Regions from separate parts of the Sus scrofa genome. Here region 2 is linked to region 1. The links are chromatin contacts, called in public Hi-C maps. All regions are on one chromosome and are shown on one strand. The core of a region is the stretch at or near the end of the contact, and the rest is flanking DNA. Distances in the headings are between cores, read along the strand shown. Region 1 holds the start of CDK19 (cyclin-dependent kinase 19). Region 2 holds the start of GTF3C6 (general transcription factor 3C polypeptide 6).

Region 1 (6,560 bases), core at 3,010-5,509:
TTTCAATATATAGTATGCTTTGCCTGGAAAAAATTTACCCAATAAAATTGTCAAAACTGGAGGCAATATTGTCTTTTTTGGTTTTTTCTCCCAAAGTATTAAGGAAAAGACATTAGAAAATGCAAAAACTCAAGAGTCAAGAGATCTGGATTATAGGCTCGTCTTTGCAAGACTATGCACATGACAAATTCTAAAAGCTCTGGTTTTCTCATTTGTAAAAAGAGGAAATTAGACTAGATGATCTGAAACTCTTCAAAGTTCTAAAATGACCAATGATACATCTTTTTTTTTTTCTTGGCCACACCCAGGGCATGTGGAAGTTCCTGGGCCAGGGATCAAACCCACACAACAGTAGCAACAACTCTGCTGTGCCTCTAAAGAACTCCTATACTGATACATCTTCAATTTTTGGGAAGTCTACCCAAAACACAAATACAATCATCTACTTTAGAACCAAATGTAAAAAATGCATCAAAAACAGCCAGACACTAATGTATCTATTATGTACCTGTATGTATCTACATGTACCTACTACATACATTGTGAAAAATTTCATTATACACATTAAGACATGAAACCCTAAGGCAAAACTGAAACTCTGTAAAATGTCTCTGTCAGCCATTTCATTTTCAATTACTGTATTTCAAAACATCTCCAAAAAGGAGCATTCTTGTATTGGAGTGGTTCAAAAGACTAAATGAATGACTGCAAAGTTGAATAGCAGTATTGTTGGGTACAACAGTTTTCAGACATAACACTATCCTATGGAATCATGTTTGTCTGAAAGTCTTATTCACAGAAGAACTTTTTAACAATATTCCTTTATCAATCAAAATAAGAAGTGTTTCAAACTTGATAAACATGATCTTGAGATTTGCAACCATACTGTTATGTAACTTTTTACTAATATTGAAAGAAAAATTGTATTATAAATCTTGTTCATAATAAAAGTCTAGTTTCTCTTCAATATTAAGTTTTAAGCCTGATTTAAAGAAAAAAAAAAAGATAGTTGGGTCAAAAGACCCTCTTCCTTCAAAACAAAAAGATGGAACAAATAACATTTTTATTAAAGGCAAAAAAAACCCAGATGTAAATTTTACACTTCCAGTATGTTATAAATTTATGTAGTATAATTAATATGACCTAAGTTAAAGTCACGTTTCAAGGGAAATAGCATTCTAAGGTTTTGTAAACTGTGGTATTAAACTATAAGCAGAAACTTTTCTAATTATGTTTTATGTTACATTACTTCTTCCAGTGTTTCTTTTAGACACCTGAACAAGTTTTTGGTTATATGCTGCATTATATACACCAAAATAGTTCCTCTTTAAGGTACTCCTGTGATTTCTCTTGCTCCCTCAAACATCAATATACATTTTTTCTGAATTAACCAAAATCAATTCTGGAAAGGGATAACCTGTAATTATCATAATCAGAGTGTAATATCCTTTACCATGCAAATGTGTATCACAATTTAGAGCCATCACTAAAAGATTTCTGTTCTTTCAAATCAATGGTATCAATGAACATAAAACTAATCCTGCTACCCACCCACAAGACATGTGGGTGTTTAAAGCCTCAAATCTCAACTAAACTCTTGGTTCAAGACAAAAATCTTTACACTGATTTTTCTCACACATAATTTAGTGATTTAAAGTAATGCTTTCAGGAAGGTCCCTTGTGGCACAGTGGGTTAAGGATTCCGTGTTACCAGATCCAGCTGTGGTGCAGGTTGAAACTGTGGCACAGGTTCCATCCCTGACCCAGGAATTTCCACATGCCAGGAGCACAGCCAAAAAAAAGTAATGCTTTCAGATTTGAAAAAGTCTTTTTAAAGCATAATATTTTGAAGATATCCAAACTGATCTTTACTAGGGCTTTATTAATTCTAATCAAACAAATTTCACTCAAGGAAAAAAAGTGTATTCAAATCAAGAATTTTATTAGAGGGGAAAATATTCAAAAAGAACAAAGAGAAGCAGGATTTAAATTATCTGATTTTTGTTGTAGCTCATGCTATTCAAATACAATTCATAAGTAGAATTTTTAACTTTTCTCAAAAGCTGCCTTAAAAAAAAGCTATTTTAACAACAAAATTAAAGTACATTTTTTTAAAATTCCAGGCCAAGTACATTACAAAGTTAGTGTGAGGAGGATGAAGAACACTTCTGATTTGTTTTACAGTGTCAACGTCCAAATAGTAAAGCTAGATGTGCTTTCCCCAAATGTATCTGATAAGATTCCCAGAGAGACACCAGTATAACAAGGAGAGTGGATATTCCAAAAACAAAATACAACTTAATTATAGTACTTCACATTCCAAGATACTCAAGCAGGGACATATGGCAATTAACTAAAAGAATCATGAGAAAGGTTTACAAACAACTGAATTCTAGGGGACCCGTTCAGTTATAACAAGAGGAAAAAATTATATGCAATAATAACAACCCTTTACAATGTTAAGTACTTTGCAGTTTTCACCATACTTTATGATAAACCAGTTTATAAAGTTGTGCTTTCTCGTTCCCTGTATAAAATTAGTGCACACACGTACACATCCCCTACCTACTTTGGTCCTAGAGTTCATCAATCAACCTTATCAATTACAACAGAGTGTGGAAGAACGATAAGCAGCACTTCAGATCTTAACTAACGTCACGGTGACGGATACTCTGTTCATTCAGCAATTTTTCGCTATGATCCTAAAACCTCTCTTCCACACTTTGATCGTCTTCAAACACTAAGTGGGACAGGCAGATGTTCCCCGGCTCCCTAACTCTGGGGAAGTGGAATTTCTGCCAGGATGGGCCCTGCGGTGATGACTTGTTTAAACCTACCCTTCTCAGGCAGGGAGCTGGTTCCACCTGTACTGGAGAGCCCTGTGCCCTCCTAAGAGAACAATCAGGACGGGCTTCCTATGATTTTCTTTCAAGTCCAAGGAAAACAAGGGTTCTGGCCCAACTCCGTGCCACTTGAATTCCGTTATGGGTAATCTAGGTGCCCAATAAACCGCAGCACGCAGCCACTTGGCAGAGGATGGAGTGGAGAACCTAAGAATACCCAAGGGGAGGCTGCTGGAGGATGGGATGGGTTACCACACCGAACTCTTAAGTTCTGCGGGCAAAACCTGGTTGGTCTCTCAGAAGGTCTACATTCAAGGGAAGGTGCGGAATGGAGAATGTGAGAAAGCAAGATCGGAGGTGGGCGAAGCGAGGTGGAGAAGTGGCCGGGTTTTCCACAGGGACTGAAGGGACTGCGCGGAGGGGCCAGAGCGCTGGCTCGCCCCCAGGGAAAAGGTGCCCAACGGCTCAGACCCGTGAGGCTGGCGAGGACCCAGGCACTCGGCAGCCCGACGGAGACCTCGGCGAGGTTTCAAACCTCCGCCCCCGGGAGGCGCTCAGCCGATTGGAAGTTCCACCACGACCGTCACCAACCGAGGGCCAGAGCGGCAACTCCTCCGCAAGGCTCTCCCAGACCTCTGCGTCTCCCCCGGAGACCAAAGCCCCACAAACTCCACATCCAACCGAGGTCCCAACTCGAGTCCCGCCGCCAGTTCCATGCACGCGGAGGGTGCCCTCCGGGACGAAACCGACACCCCGCGACGGGGCTGCGCCGCAGGAGTTTGAGGGGCGCGACGGGGCCCGCGCGAGCGGGCAGAACCCGTGTCCCTCAGAGTCCGCCTCGGGACGCGGCCCCGGGACCACGTCCGCCTCGCCCCCCGGGCTTGGCCCGTCCGGGCTCCGACCCACCCATCCCGCGCGGTCGCGGGCAGGGCGAGGACCCGAACGAGCCTACTCCCCCCGCCCCTGCTCTTACCCATCTTTTCGCCTCGCCTTGTAGACGTGCCCGTAGGTGCCGCGTCCCACTTTGCACCCTTCGTACTCAAACAAATCCTCCACCCGCTCCCGCTCCGCCGCCAGCTTCGCCTTGAAATCATAATCCATTGTCTGCTTTCCCCATAGAGGCACCGGGACGCGGGGGCCGCCGCCACTCAGTCCCTCCTCCTCCTCCTCCTCCCCCCCGCGACCGCCGCTCCACTTCTCCAACAACCGCCTCTGGGGCGCGCGCGCGCCGCCCGCCGCCCGGCAGTCCGCCTTCAGCAAGGGACTCCTCGGCGGCCACGGCGGCCACCTCCTCCACCTCCTCCTCCTCTGCGGCGGCGGCGGCGGCGGCGGCAGCGGCGGCGGCTGCGGCTCCTACAGGCACCCTCAGTCCCGCCTCCCCCTTCATTTCCTTGTTTTGGAACCTGGTGGGCCGCGCCGCGGCTTCCTCGAGCTCATTAACGAACCATCCCTCCCGCCCCCGAGGCCGCGGAGACTCCTGGGAAATGTAGTTCCATAAACCTCAGGAACAGTTGAGTGATGCGGTAGAATGAAATACAATACCCAGGTTACCTTGGGCCGCTACAGCCCCGCCTCTACAAGACATGCACGCTTGCGCACTGAGGCCGCCCCTCCCCCCTCAGGTAGCTTTGGACTGCTAGTTCCTGTGAAGGTAGAAAGTGCAAACTTGCAGTGTGCTTTCTGCGAGTCTGTGGAAGCTGGTGGAAAGAAGGTCCTTTTTCTGGTGTAAGGAAGGTACTCTATTATAACTGCCCCCAGGAGAGGAGGAGAGTGGAAAGTATTTAACAAGGGCTTTGCCCACGAGTTTCCTCCAGTGGTTTGCTAGACGAGGACTGTGGTGAGAGCAGTTGTACTGCAGATTGTTGTTTGTTTTTGGTGGCAGTTGGTCCGCCTCCCGCCCCGTCCCGCATCCAACAGCTCATTGGCGGAGACTTAAGAATGACGTCCTCGTTGGTGCGTGGGTATCCCTGCTTTGGCTTCTTTCCGGCTCTTGATTGGTAATTGGATGTGCTAGGTTCTTTCTGATAGGTTAATCTTTTTTCTTTGCGGTGCAAAAACCGTATTTCAAAAACTGAACTTTTAGCGGTTTCCTGGTTCTACCGTCGGCGTCGGCCTGAAAACCTGTAACTTAAAGGTCCTAGCAGCCAATCATCCTTGGCGCTCTAGTCGTAGTCTTCTCCTAACATAAGTGATTCCCGTAGCCAAGCTTTTGGCCAACTGTCTGAGGACTATTAAAGTGCCTGCAGGATGCAGCAATTTAAAAACAATCATTTGTATTGGATTGTAAAGAGTGTCTTAAGGTTTATGCCTAACAGTGACGTTTTCCTAGAATGTTTAAATCTCCTTAAGGTGAATGTTGGTTCATTATTGCGTGCCTAAAACGTATCAGATGCTTGGGATACAATCTTAAAAATCATTGGTGCTATGATAGGACTTAACATACCACATTCAGTGAAAGCACAAGAGGAGGAAATAGTCAATTCTACCTAATGTGGTAAGGAAAGTTAAGAGTGACTTGCCTGCTAGGTTTTGGAAGAAACTTGGAAAACTGGATGGGGAGGGGGTTCATTTATTTATTACAACAGTAAGTTTCCTGGAAAATTTCCTCAGATCTTGAAGTAAATCGTGAAGTATCTGAGTGTCTGTTATTTCCAGGTACTATGGTAAGTGCTGCAGATAACCAGCTAAAATTGGTCTTTTCCATCCGGAGATTAAAACGTGTTAAAGTAAACATGCAAGCAAATTAAAAATAAACTGTGGGGAGTTCCCCTTGCAGCTCTGAGGTTAACGAATCTGACTAGCATCTATGAGGATGCAGGTTCAGTCCCTGGCCTCGCTTAGTGAGTAAAGGATCCAGCCTTGCAGTGAGCTGTGGTGTAGGTTGCAGATGTGGCTTGGATCCTGCGTTGCTACGGTGTAGGCCTGCGGCTACAGCTCCAATTCTACCCCTAGCCTGGGAACCTCCGTATGCAGCCCTTTAAAAAAAGAAGAAGAAGATAAATAAATAAAGTGGGAGCTCACGTCGTGGCTCAGTGGTAAGGAACCCTACTAGTACCCATGAGGACGTGGGTTCAATCCCTGGCCTGGGTCAATGGTTTAAGGATCCCTCAGTGCCCTGAGCTGTGGTGTAGGTTGCAGCTGTAGCTCCCTAGCCTGGGAACTTCGATATGCTGCAGGTGCAGGCCAAAAAAAAAAGCCTAAAAAAATAAGTAAAACTCTGTGGGAACAAAGAGCAATATAGAGTAGGGGGACTTCCAGAGGAGTTAGGGAGGGCATCATAAAAATTGGTAGGTTTGAGCCAAAATTTAAAGACTCTTATTTGAAGAAGTTGGAAAGCAGGGAACAGGGAATTATTTCTGGCAAGTGGCACATACATATGTCAGGAGAGAATCTGATACATTCTGGTGAATCCAACCAGCTTGAACATTACAGTTTAAGGCAGGGAAAGGGATGGCTAAGAAGAGACTGGAGAGATAAGCAGAGATCACATTAAGAAGACCTATATATATCAAGCAGAAACTTTAGATTCCCTAATTCTATAGTCAGTAGAAAGCCAGTTCCAATAGTGGCTCAGGGATAACAAACCTGACTAATATCCATGAGGACGTGGCTTCACTCAGTGGGTTAAGGATCCGGCATTGCTTAGGCTGTGGTGTAGGCTGGCAGCTACAGCTCCAATTTGACCCCCAGCCTGGGAACTTCGGTATGCCAGGGGTA
Region 2 (6,560 bases), core at 2,956-5,455, 100 kb after region 1:
GAACGGGGCCAGGGTTCGAACCCGAGTCCTCATGGATGCTAGTCCGGTTTGCTAACCACTGAGCCACAAACGGAAAGCCTGAGAATTCGCGTTTGTAACAGAATCCCAGGTAATGCTGACCGCAAGGGTCTAGGGACTACGCATAAGAACCACTAGCCTGGTTGGTCACCCTCGAATCTGTTTGGACAGGGCAGTTGGGGCTGTCCTGCATGTTGCAGATACAACACTTCTGAACTGACTCTCAGGCTCATAAATTGGATAAGGAGTTCCCGTCGTGGCGCAGTGGTTAACGAATCTGACTAGGAACCATGAGGTTGCGGGTTCGGTCCCTGCCCTTGCTCAGTGGGTTTAGGATCCGGCGTTGCCATGAGCTGTGCTGTAGGTTGCAGACGTGGCTCGGATCCCGAGTTGCTGTGGCTCTGGCGTAGGCCGGAGGCTACAGCTCCGATTCGACCCCTAGCCTGGGAACCTCCATATGCCGCGGGAGCAGCCCAAGAAATAGCAAAAAAAGACAAATAAATAAATAAATAAATAAATTGGATAAATTCCTTAACGGCCTCTTCATCTAGACAGTCGCCCAAGTCCTGTGGCCTTTTTTTTTTTTTTTTTTTTTTTTTTTTTTTTCCTCTTTAGGGCTGCACCTGCGGCATATGGAAGTTCCCAGGCAAGGGGTCAAATTGGAGCTGCAGTTCAATCTGGTTAACAAACCCACGTCCTACTGGATACTATTCAGGTTTGTTACCACTGAGCCACGATGGGAACTCCAAAACTTTTCCCTTTTAAGTCAGTAATATTTAAATGCTTGTTTTTCAACACTCATGCTTCCTTTCTATGATGATCTCTTACCCCTTCCCTTGAGAAGTCCCCCCATCTGAAAGCCCTTAGGACCAGAAATTTTTTTTTTAAAGCCTCACTCAGCCAGTTAAGACTCCGACATAATGTCAGTGAGAATGTGGGTTCAATTCCTGGCCTCGTTCAGTGGGTTAAGGATCTGGCGTTGCTGTGGCTGTGGTGCAGGCTGGCAGCTACAGCTCCAATTCGACCCCTACCCTGGGAGCTTCCATACGCCACAGATGTGGCCCTAAAAACAAAAACAAACAAAAAGGCAGATTTTGCATCTTCCTCCACCTATTTTTGCTTTAACATCATAGGAAACTTCTAGTTAGTTGTCTGTGAACCAAAGAGCTGCTTTGGGAACATTTTCTACATTTATCAAGAGCTTCATATGGGGTGCCTGTGTCGTGGTTTGAGAAGAATCCCCAGAGATCCCACCTGGTCTCACTCCCTCAGTCTTTCCATATGGAGGTGCCATTTTACTTCACTGCCTGAAACACACTCCAGTAGCTTCCAATAGTGCCACGCTGCTACTAAATTAAGTGTAAACTGGTTTATTTTGAAATCAAAGTTCTCCAAAAATGAACATTCCAGTTTTATTTCTGATACTAAGTTACTTGTGTGCAAACTGAAAATGCTTTGGTTAGTATGTTCCCTCTCTCTCTCTCTATATATATATATATATAGATATATGTATTTTTTGCTTTTTAGGGCAGCACCTACAGCATATGGAAGTTCCCAGGCTAGGGGCAGCAACAAAGCTACAGCTGCTGGCCAACACCACAGGCACAATGACGCAGGATCCTTAACCCACTGAGCGAGGCTGGGGATCGAACCCATATCCTCGTGGATTTTAGTCAGGTTTGTTAACCACTGAGCCAAGAAAGGAACTCCCAATATTTAACTAGCAAGAGGCTTCTTCCATAGCCATCTAGCTAGCATAGTGGTTCTCAAATGTGTTCCCCGGAACAAAAGCATCAATATCACCTGGGAATTTGTTAGAAATGCCTATTTTACATCCGGTCCTATACCAGACCTGCTGAATCAGAATCTCTGGCTGAGCAATCTAGGCTTTTGTTTGTTTGTTTTTTGTTTTGGCTGTGCCTACGACACGAAGAAGTTCCAGGCCAGGGATCGAACTCTTACCGCAGCAGTGACAATGCTAGATCCTTAACCTGCTGAGCCACCAGGGAACTCCCAATCGGGGCTTTAACAAGCTGTCCATTGTGAATCTCATGCAGTTGAAGTTTGAGGGTCGCTGGTCTAGCATTTAGTTTTTTGGGTTTTGTTTGTTTGTTTTTGTCTTTTTGCCTTTTCCAGGGCCGCTTCCTTCGGCTTATGGAGGTTCCCAGGCTAGGGGTCTAATTGGAGCTGTAGCCGCGGCCTGCCAGAGCCATAGCAACACGGGATCTGAGCCAAGTCTGCGACCTACACCACAGCTCACAGTAACACTGGGTCCTTAACCCACTCAGCAAGGCCAGGAATCCAACCCGCAACCTCATGGTTCCTAGATGGATTCGTTAACCACTGTGCCACGATGGGAACTCCGCATTTAGTTTAAAGCAGAGTAAGAGATGGATTTTAAAAAACAGAATTCAATGGACTATAAACAATTATTTAAGTGTAAAATGTTTTTAAGACAAAACGTTAATACTAAAGGTTCTTTTGCTAGACTTCTGCTACTAAGTGTATGTTTCATATAGGCACTTAATTTATAAAATGTGTTCTAAAGGAAAAAAAAGAGCAGAATAAACAATTTTTAATTCATTTGTCTCCTCCTTGTGGCGAGCTTTTGAATACTGAGCATGACACCCTATTTATGTTTCTCAGACACTGTATTTCTGATTTTTTAAAATAAGATTCCTCTTATTAACTACAATTAAAAATCAATTGGTCCTCCCACCAAATTGTATAGATTTTTCTCTATTAGCTCTAACAGTGGCTGTAGAAAACCATGTAATTTGTCTCTCCCATGGCTCTTTCTAATCTGACTTGGAAATCTTCCCCTATTTTGTTACTTATAATTTAGCAGCAGATCTTCATTACTTGGAACATTTTTCTGGAGTTCCCATCGTGGCTCAGTGATTAACGAATCTGACTAGGAAGCATGAGGTTGTGGGTTTGATCCCTGGCCTTGTTGCTGTGACCTGTGGTATAAGTCGAAGACCTTGCTGTGGCTCTGGCATAGGCCGGCAGCTACAACCCTGATTTGACCCCTAGCCTGGGAACCTCCACATGCCACAGGTGTGCCCTAGAAAAGACCAAAAAAAAAAAAAAAAAAAAAAAAAAAAGAACTCTTTTCTTTTTTTGGGCTGCCCAGCAGCATGTGGAAGTTCCTGGACCCGGGACTGAACTGCGCCTCAGCAGGAACCCCAGCTGCTGCAGAGACAAGAACCTTAACCCAATGTACCACAACAAGAATTCTTGGAAAATGTTTTTTAAAAGTCCTAATACCCTAAATTTTTGTATACTACCCCAATAATAGATTAAATGCACATTAAGTGTCTAATACTGGGCTAAATCTATTTTATTTGAATAATCTCATTTAATTCTCACAATAACCAAGTTGCTGCATGCCTTGCTGGTCATAATGCAGTAGAAATGGACAAACATCAGACCCTCAAAGCTCATGCTCTTTGGACAGACACCATCCTGTCTTAGATAAAGATTATTTGTTTATTTTTTATTTTTAGGGCCGCAACTATGGCATGTGGCATATGGGAAGTTCCGAGGCTAAGAAGTAAAGGGAAGCCCAGGTCGCCCAGGAGATACTGAGAACTACTGGCTCCAGGCACGACCAGTTCCTGACGGCGACCGACACACATTCCCGAGTCAACGACCACACTTGCTAAACTGTAACTGATAAAAATAACCTTGACAAAAAACAGGGCTTCTAAGCTCCCCTATATATTCTGAAAGCCCCAAGACCCTGGCGCAACAGTCTGGCCTCCAACCCGACTGCTGCCCCTCCTTGCTGATTAAAGGCAATCTGGTTCTGTTGAGACCGTCTCATTTTTTTTCTGTAACCACCTCTCTTTTCCTTACAGGAATTATCCTGAATTAGCTCACACGATATTTAGAATATTAATTAGCCTGAGTTAGCTCTCAGGATATTAAGAATTTCTTAGAAAACAGAAATAAATTTTAAAAAAAAAGAATTTCTTTCCAAGCACTGGAGGCTGCACCTGGTCCACGGTGCACCATGCCAGCATCTCCTTTATCCCCTGTGCCTCTCTACTGCTCTCATTCCATCTGGGCCAGGAGCCCGAGAGTTTCCAAGGACACGGGATCGGGACCGGCTCCTGCTCTTAGGAGAGAAAGAAGGGGCTCCACGTGGGCCTGGGAGCCGCCATCTCGCGTCCTGGCAGGGGCGGTGGGCGCGGCTGGAGCCGCAGCGGGGCGGGAGCTGCTGCCCGTACTCAAGATGGAGGCCCAGGCGGGCGGGGCCGGCGGCTGGGAGGCGGTGCAGAGGAGCGGCGGTATGGCGGCGGCCAAGGAACCGCGGAGAGGCGATGGGGACGAGGACGAAGAGGAGGCCGTGAGTGCAGCGGCAGCGGCCGCGTGGCTGAGAGTCCGGGCGCGGCCGGCGAAGGGGGGAGGGTCCCCGGGCGGGATCGTGACCCTGGGCTCGCGGCGCCCTGCGAGCGGCACGGCGGTTGGAAGGGAAAGAGGGAAGTTATCCTAGGTACCGTCGCCGGTTTCCTCTGGTTGAAAGCAGGACCTCGATTTCACAAAGGGGTGGTGGCGCTGGGGTCGTTTGGCTTCTCTTGTTAACCGCCTCTTCCTGCACCCTCGCGAGCTAGAGAGTTAACCTCTCTTTTTTCCACCAGGAGCAGTTGGTTCTGGTGGAATTATCAGGAATTATTGATTCAGACTTTCTCTCGAAAGTTGAACATAAATGCAAGATTTTGGTGAGTCTTGTAGAATTGGGGGGGGGGTGTAGATTTCCTTAAATTTAAAAGAATGAATGGTGAAGTATAACCACCCCTTAAGATTGATAGAATTCATTCCCCGAACAAAGGCAGTGAACAGTGAAGACAATCACAGAAGTACGGGCTTAGGGGTTACGGGGAGCAGATGGGAGAAGATAGACGCTGATTGCCTGGGTGTCTACATATGTGGCTGGAGAGAGTGAAAAATTTAGATGGGGGGGGCTTTTTTTTTTTTTTTTTTTTTTTTTTTTTTTTAACAGCAGCACCTGTGACATATGGACGTTCCTGGACTTGGGGATGAATTGGAGCTGCAGCTGCCGGCCTACATCACAGCCACATCAAATCCTTAACCCACTGAGTGGGGCCAGGGATCAAACCCACATCCTCATGGATGCTAGTCGGATTTGTTTCTGCTCTGCCACAATGGGAACTCCCTTCTTTTTATTTTTAGAAGAATTTATTGCAGTGTAGTTGATTTACAATGTTGTGTTAATTTCAGATATACAGCATCTTTTATCTTAAACTGAGAAATAACCAACATTTAACATTATACTAGTTTCAGCTGTACACTTTTTCAATATTTGTACATATTGTGAAATGATGACCACTATGTCTAGCTAACAGCCATTACAACACATAGTTACAATTTTTTTTTTTTTTCTTTTTTTCTTTTTCGGCCCTCACCTGAGGCATATGGAAGTTCCCAAGCTAGGAGCGGGAATTGGAGCTACAACTGCCAGCCTAAGCCACAGCCACAGCCACAGCAGTGTCAGATCCGGGCTGTATCTGTGACATATACACCACAGCTTATGGCAACACCAGAACCTTAACCTATTGAACAAGACCAGGGATGGAACCCACAGCCTCACAGATACTAGTTGTGTTTATTACTGCTGAGCCACAGCGCGAACTCCCCAAATTTTTTCTTTTTGTGAGAACTTGTTTACTGACTTTCAAATATAAAGTATAGTATTATTAACTACAGGCACCATGATGTTCTTAAAACATCCTAGGACTTATTTCACAGTTGGAAGTTCTTTTGAGCCCTTTTTCACCCTTTCACCTATCTCCGCCACCCCCAAATGCTTTTTCTAATGATTTTTTTTTTTTTTATGATCTTATTTTCTATTGTAGGGAATTAATACTGAGAGGCCCATTCTGCAGGTGGATGGCTATGTCTTTGCTGGGGAATATGAAGGTAGGAGGATGTCAGAGAGCTGAAACTCCTTTTTTTTCCCCTAATGCCTTTTGGAGAAAGTAGCTCTTATTTCTTAACAAGTTGCCTTAACATTTTTCTGCAGACACCCTTGGGACCTGTGTTATATTTGAAGAAAATGTTGAACATGGTAAGTGATTCCTGTACTGACTCAACTTTTTTTTTTTTGTCTTTTGTCCTTTTACGGCCGCACCCACAGCACATGGAGGTTACCAGGCTAGAGGTCTAATCGGAGCTGTAGCTGCTGGCCTACGCCAGAGCCACAGCAACTCAGGATCCGAGCCATGTCTGCAACCTATACCACAGCTCATGGCAAAGCCAGATCCTTAACCCACTGAGTGAGGCCAGGGATCAAACCCAAAACCTCTTCCTAGTCGGGTTTGTTAACCACTGAGCCATGATGGGAACTCCTCAACTCTTTTTGCTATGAAATATTTCAAACATACTTATGTATAATAGGTATTAAAGTTAGATGTCTTGGAGTTCCCATTGTGGCTCAGCGGTAATGAACCCAACAAGGCTTGGATCTGACATTGCTGTGGCATAAGCTGGCAGCTGCAGCTCTAATTCAACCCCTA

The links. Hi-C and Micro-C count contacts between places; a contact is called where the count stands out from the background.
Region 2: a contact with region 1 is called in a Hi-C map of embryonic fibroblasts, with 2.1 times the contacts expected there. The contact joins the promoter of GTF3C6 here to the promoter of CDK19 in region 1. A contact is called at or near these places in 4 of 47 Hi-C or Micro-C datasets (alveolar macrophages, embryonic fibroblasts, heart right ventricle and 1 more) and 1 of 2 datasets of contacts at active chromatin or transcription factors (alveolar macrophages).

Annotation. Positions count from the first base shown.
Region 1 is chr1:76,789,217-76,795,776 of Sscrofa11.1, forward strand. CDK19 (cyclin-dependent kinase 19) reads right to left here and starts at 4,260. Exons shown (of 12, transcript XM_021091172.1): 1 at 3,817-4,260. The coding sequence starts at 3,944.
Region 2 is chr1:76,892,556-76,899,115 of Sscrofa11.1, forward strand. It overlaps GTF3C6 (general transcription factor 3C polypeptide 6), which reads left to right and starts at 4,206. Exons shown (of 6, transcript XM_003121346.4): 1 at 4,206-4,372; 2 at 4,665-4,745; 3 at 5,901-5,964; 4 at 6,068-6,112. The coding sequence starts at 4,259.